Linked DNA regions of Cricetulus griseus: region 1 is linked to region 2. A link is a contact called in public Hi-C data. All regions are on one chromosome and are shown on one strand. The core of a region is the stretch at or near the end of the contact, and the rest is flanking DNA. Distances in the headings are between cores, read along the strand shown. Region 1 holds the start of Stk11 (serine/threonine-protein kinase STK11). Region 2 overlaps Sbno2 (protein strawberry notch homolog 2).

Region 1 (2,700 bases), core at 102-2,601, 47 kb after region 2:
TTTGTCCCGTTCCCAAGGGCCGTTGGGAACGACGCCGGACTGGGTGAATTCAGGGAGCCGCAAGGCTGTCTCTCCACCCTCCCACTCGCGGCCGTTCTCCGGAGGACGTTGGCGCGCGTGAACTCTAACCCGAGTCCCGAAACTCCGAGGTCACTTCTACAAGCTACCTTACCGCTCGTCAGTCGCGCTGGCTGACGGGCGTCTGTAACGACCATTCAGAGATAAGATCCCGCCTACACACATCAGCGCTGACCAATTCCATCTCTGGAGCCCCACCGAGGGGCGGGGCTTGAAGCCACCGCCCACAGCCGTTCATGTCGCTCCTTTACAGTCGCTTGCTTACTCCAATTCTCATTGACGGGCGTCTGAGTCAACCAATGAGAACGTAGGTCCCGCCTTCTGAGGTGGAACCCGAGCTGTCCAATGTCAGCTCGAGCGCCTACTCCGATCCAAATAGGCCAATCCGCGTTGGGAATTGAGGCGTGTCTGGGGGCGGGACTTAAGGCTACAGCCAACGGCCGCGCACGTCGGCTCCGCGAGGGGGCGTGTCCGCCGTTGAGGCGTGCGACGACGGCGCGGCGCAGGGCGGTAAACAAGATGGCGGCGGCGTGTCGGTCTAGGGAAGGGGAGGCGGCTCACGGTGTCCGCGAGTGAGGCGCGAGCCGCGGAGGGTGGCGCCGGCTTGGAGTTTCCCCTCGCGGGCAGCATCTTTCTGCCTGAAGTTCGATTCCCCCCTCGCCGCTCCGGCCTCCTGCCTGTCGCGCGGCGGCTTGGCGGCGAGGGGGACCCGCCGCCCGGGGTGTTTTTTTACCCATCGGTCTCCGGAAGATTCACTACCCCGACTTCGGTGCCTGCGGCCTGCGGGTGTCCCGGTGCCCTGCGTCCGGGTGGAGTCCGCGTCCCGGGAAGTCACGGAACTAAGGGGCCGCGCGGGGCGTCGGCGCGGGCCGGACATGGACGGCGCGGACCGGCCTCGGCGCTGCCGCCTTGGGCGCCTGAGCGCGGGGCCCGAGTGGCGACCATGACCTAGCGGCCCGCGCGCCGCGACGGCGGACCGTCGCCTCCGTCGGAAGCAGCGTCCCCGGGGACCTGAATTGGGGGGACGCGAGGGTTGGCGGGGTTCGTTGCTTTTCCTTTTTTTTTTTTTTCCCTCATTGAACATCTAGAAGAAAGGGGGAAAAGTCAAAAGTGAAGAATTGGCGCCCACGAAGGGGACGTGGACCCGGTCGAGGGGACCGGGAGTGTTGGGGAGGCTTTTTTTCTTTCTCCGTTTTCCTTCTTGAACATTTGTAAGAAGCGGGGCGGGGCGGGGCGGGCGGGGGGGAGATTCGAACTCGAAAAGAATTGGCGTCCCTGAAGGGGACAAAGACTGGGCCAGGATGGACGTGGGGGATCCCCAGCCGCTGGGCCTTTTTCCAGAGAGTGAGCTGATTTCGGTGGGCATGGACACCTTCATCCACCGCATCGATTCCACCGAGGTGATCTACCAGCCGCGCCGCAAGCGCGCCAAGCTCATCGGCAAGTACCTGATGGGGGACCTGCTCGGGGAGGGCTCGTACGGCAAGGTGAAGGAGGTGCTGGACTCCGAGACCTTGTGTCGCAGGGCGGTCAAGATCCTCAAGAAGAAAAAGCTACGCAGGATCCCCAATGGCGAGGCCAACGTCAAGAAGTAGGTGCCAAGGGCCTGGGGCCGGCCTTGAGCTTTCGGGCGGCCCTTCCTCTTTTCTCTCTACTTCCTGGCCCTATTCTTTCCTCCCCTCTAACCTTCCTCCCCTTCTCATTTCCTTCCTCCCTCTTTTTCCTCTCCCCTCTCTGCCACTATCCCTAAGCGTCACCGCGTAGGGACTGTGTGCTAGGGCAGCCCCCAGGACTTCCCTAGGGGGGAGGTCGTGTGGCCACGTCCAGCCCTCTTTTTTCGGCCGGATCTTGGCGCGGGCCTGGCCTGGCTTCCTTGGCGGGCGTTGCCAGGCGGGTGGCTACTTTGTTTACGGAGTCAGAGGGAACTGGTGGGGCCAAAAATAATGGTGAACACAGGCTGGGAGGCGGGAGGCAGGGGCAGGAGGTAGCTAGCCAGTGTTGGCGCTGGTCCCTGCGGTGTCCTGCGTGCTTGGTGTCGCTGGGCCTTGGGAACTCTATCGCCTGTCCGGCTGGGCGGAACTTAGGAAACCTCACCTACTGTCTTCCAAGAAGGGGCCTTATCTGTGGGGCCAGCACTGGCAGAGACTCTGCCTGGCTGGTGACCTTGCTTGTGGTCCTGTCCCAGGAAAAGCTGGGAGCTCCTTGTTTTTGCCAGCTGGGCGCTGCTCTTGAGTGGTTCTCACAGGGAGGTGGGTAGCTCCCCAGGACCAAGTGTGTGCACCCAGCTGGTGGAGCAGGGCAGGCTGGTGTCTTGGGCTAGCCTCAGACCTGTTTGGCTTCTTGTATAGGACTGGCCCTGGGTTATTCTGGCTCTGTGGGGCCTGGGGGTGTTCCTCCAGGTGTGACCAGCTAGAGGTTAGAGACCTGAGCTGGGGAAAACCTGGTTCCAAATCACTGTTTTCTGAAAGTGGAGGTGTCTTAGGCTGATAACCTTACATCTGGGTGGTGTCTACTGGTCTGCTGAGGCAAGCAGCCCCTCCCAGGTCTTCAGCCCCCTTTGGCTTCAGGGTTATGGCCCCTGGCAGCCCAATGTATCTGACTGTCCAGGTTGCCTGGATTCTG
Region 2 (2,700 bases), core at 13-2,512:
GTGAGGTCACCGGGTCTTCGAGAGCTGAAAATGGCCCACTAGGCAGGAACAGCTGTAGGGAATTCAGGGGAGGGTGTGAGCCATGGCCTCCTGTGCCAGTGCCTGTATCCTGAGGGGCTGCTCCATTCTTAGGGGCCTGGCAGACCCTGGTAGGATGGGCTGAGGACAGATTGTGCCCCTGTGTGGCACAAGAGGAACCATGAGGCAGTAGCAGACAAAAGCCAGTCAAGCAGTCCTGGCACGCAGACTTAGACACTGCAGGCCAGGCGAGCGTCCCTGGAAGTAACTATGCACCCAGTAGCTAAGGAACGGCCCTGGAAGACCTCCTCAGGGTGATCAGGTAAGAATGTCCCCAACACTGTGACCACACTCCTCTACAAGAGAGATGGATGGCCCTGAGTCTCATCCTTGTGAACAGGGGCAGGGCACGTACCACGAGCCACAAGTGCTGACCCTGAGCTGGACAAATGGTGTGGACTGGCCAATGAGTTGTGTCTGTAGCCATTGCAGGGGAAGTGGTTCTCCTTTGCAAACTGATTCTCAATTCCCCAATGTAGACATAAGGATAGATTTTAAAGACTTAGTCATCATGTATGTAAAGTTGCTGCATGCATGCAGTGCCTGTGGAGGCCAAAAGAAAGCCCGGCTTCCCTGAAACTGTGTTAGAGACAGTTGGGGTCCACCATGTAGGTGCTGGGGACAAAGCCTGCAATGGCAGCACACCCCCTTTTATTTGTTTGGTTTTTTAAAGTAAGGGTCATGCAACCCAGGCTGGCCTCAAACTTCCTGTATAGCTAAGGAGCCTAAAATCCCAATCCTCCTGCCAGAGCCTCCTGAGTGCTGTGATTACAGGTACAGCAGCGCACCTGGTTCACATGGTGCAGAGATGGAGCCCAGGGCTTTGTGCACGTCCACTAAGCCTGCTCCCAGCTCCTGATGGCAGGCAGGCCTTCAGCCTTGACCTGCAGGGCTCACTGGGGACTCAGCATTCTTGAGAGAGGACAGGAGTCTCTGGGGGCACTGCAGGGATAGTCACTATCACATGTCCCTTGCTCTGCTGGGAACAGGGCCAGGGGTGTTGAAAGCCAGCGGAAGCTTGGGAAGGTTACAAGTCCACACTCAACCCTCCTGACTCCTCCTTTTTTTTTTTTTTTTTCCTTTTCTTTCTTTCTTAAATTAACAAAAACCCAAACAGACTGGTGGAGGTTCCTGGAAGGCTGAGTCATGTTCCGGCCTGCAGGCCAGGCTGGGGCAGTGCAGGGTGTTAGGTTTCAGATATGGGGCTTGGTCTACAGCAGCCTGGGGCCCTGGGCGGGGTGGGCAGTACCTTGTGGCCTTGATCTCAGCATCAAACAGGCCTTCTGGCTCCTCATAGCAGGAGGTAGAGGGGCAGCCTGTCCTCCTGCTGGCCCTGTGCCAACTGCATTACTGGCCCTTACCTCAGAGCTGTATGGCATCAAGGTCTCCCATCTGGAGAGTCCTGGGAGTGTTCCTAACTTACACTCTTAAAGTCTAGAAGCTTCTATCTGGAAGACCCCAGCAAGGCCTGGACTGCGGTTCTTTGCATCACTAGGATTAGGGGCCACGTCAGGCTCAGTGATGCTCTGTCCATGCCAAGGTCTCCCCAGGTTGGGACCATGCATGTCATTAGTGTCCTCTGGGGGCAAAACTACCTGCTGATCAAGAGCCTTCTGGGTCAGTGTCCTGTATACCCCGAAGTCTGGGTACCCTATAGTCACCTGCCTAAGTTCTGCGGTGCTGTCCACGTGGAAACCCATCCAGTGTATGGAGTGAGAGAAGAGGTCAGTCCCAGAAGCCAAAGTCCCCTGGGAGATACTGTCTGACTCACTGTGGTGAGCTCTGGGGTCTCATGGTTTTAGGGAGTCATCAGCTAAGTATCTCCTCACCCTGGATAGGAGGCCAGGTGTTCCCTGAGGCATCCTGGGCCCTGCAGGGAGCAAAGCAGGGTTGCTGACTACCATCCACTCAGGCCAGTCACGTATGTCTGTCCCCCAGCATGTCTCTGGGGGACACTGAGGGCAGAGTTCTTGGGGTGAGAACTGGTAACCTAAATTGCCTTTGGAGTCAGACACGCTGGCTAACATCTGTCACCCCAGCACTCGATCAGGAGTTAAAGGGCAACCTTGGCTGCCGAGCAGAGTCTCGGCTACGTGACACTGCAGCTCAGAAACTGAGGCACCAAAGAGAAACAGACTCAGCCTGCTCCGTGTCTCTCTTGGATGTGCCCATGTGCACAGCAGGCACACAGCACCTGAGATCCAATAGGGGTCGTCTGGGGACATGGGATGTGTGGCGGGCCTCTAGGGCTGTGGAGATTGTTCCTCCAGCCTCTGAGGTACAGGACCCTTCTAACTCAGGCCTGAGCATGCCGTCTTCACTCCTGAGAAAGAGCTCAGGCCACAGCCCCCACCCCACACGCTCCCCTTGTGTCACCAGACTGAGCCTGCTCACCTTGTCATGGGTAGCTGAGGTGGTGCTGACATCCCAGATTGTGGACACTTCGTTGAGGCTGTCGACATGCACGAAGTCAGGTGTGTCGGGGATGTCTGACAGAGAATCCACAGAGGATGAGAAGATGGAGGCATTGGAGAGGTCCTCGAGGCATGAGGGGTCCTAGGAGAAGGCTTGGGTGAGGCAGTGGCTGGCTTTGTATGGGCATTCAGGCAAGTGACACTGTAT

What was found. Hi-C and Micro-C count contacts between places; a contact is called where the count stands out from the background.
Region 1: a contact with region 2 is called in a Hi-C map of the CHO-K1 cell line, with 4 times the contacts expected there. The contact joins the promoter of Stk11 here to the enhancer-like site in region 2. A contact is called at or near these places in 4 of 8 Hi-C or Micro-C datasets (the CHK-Q cell line, the CHO-K1 cell line and fibroblasts).

Annotation. Positions count from the first base shown.
Region 1 is chr5:100,914,847-100,917,546 of CriGri-PICRH-1.0, forward strand. Stk11 (serine/threonine-protein kinase STK11) reads left to right here and starts at 1,352. Exons shown (of 9, transcript XM_027419395.2): 1 at 1,352-1,669. The coding sequence starts at 1,380.
Region 2 is chr5:100,868,334-100,871,033 of CriGri-PICRH-1.0, forward strand. Sbno2 (protein strawberry notch homolog 2) reads right to left here. Exons shown (of 31, transcript XM_035445448.1): 5 at 2,473-2,634; 6 at 1-178. Among named protein-coding and RNA genes, the nearest start is that of Gpx4, 17 kb to the left of the region's middle. Within about 2 kb of position 1,263, at least 4 of the 6 cell types and tissues checked have open chromatin away from gene starts, as enhancers often do. A contact at or near this core is called in the CHO-K1 cell line and fibroblasts, where this site is marked.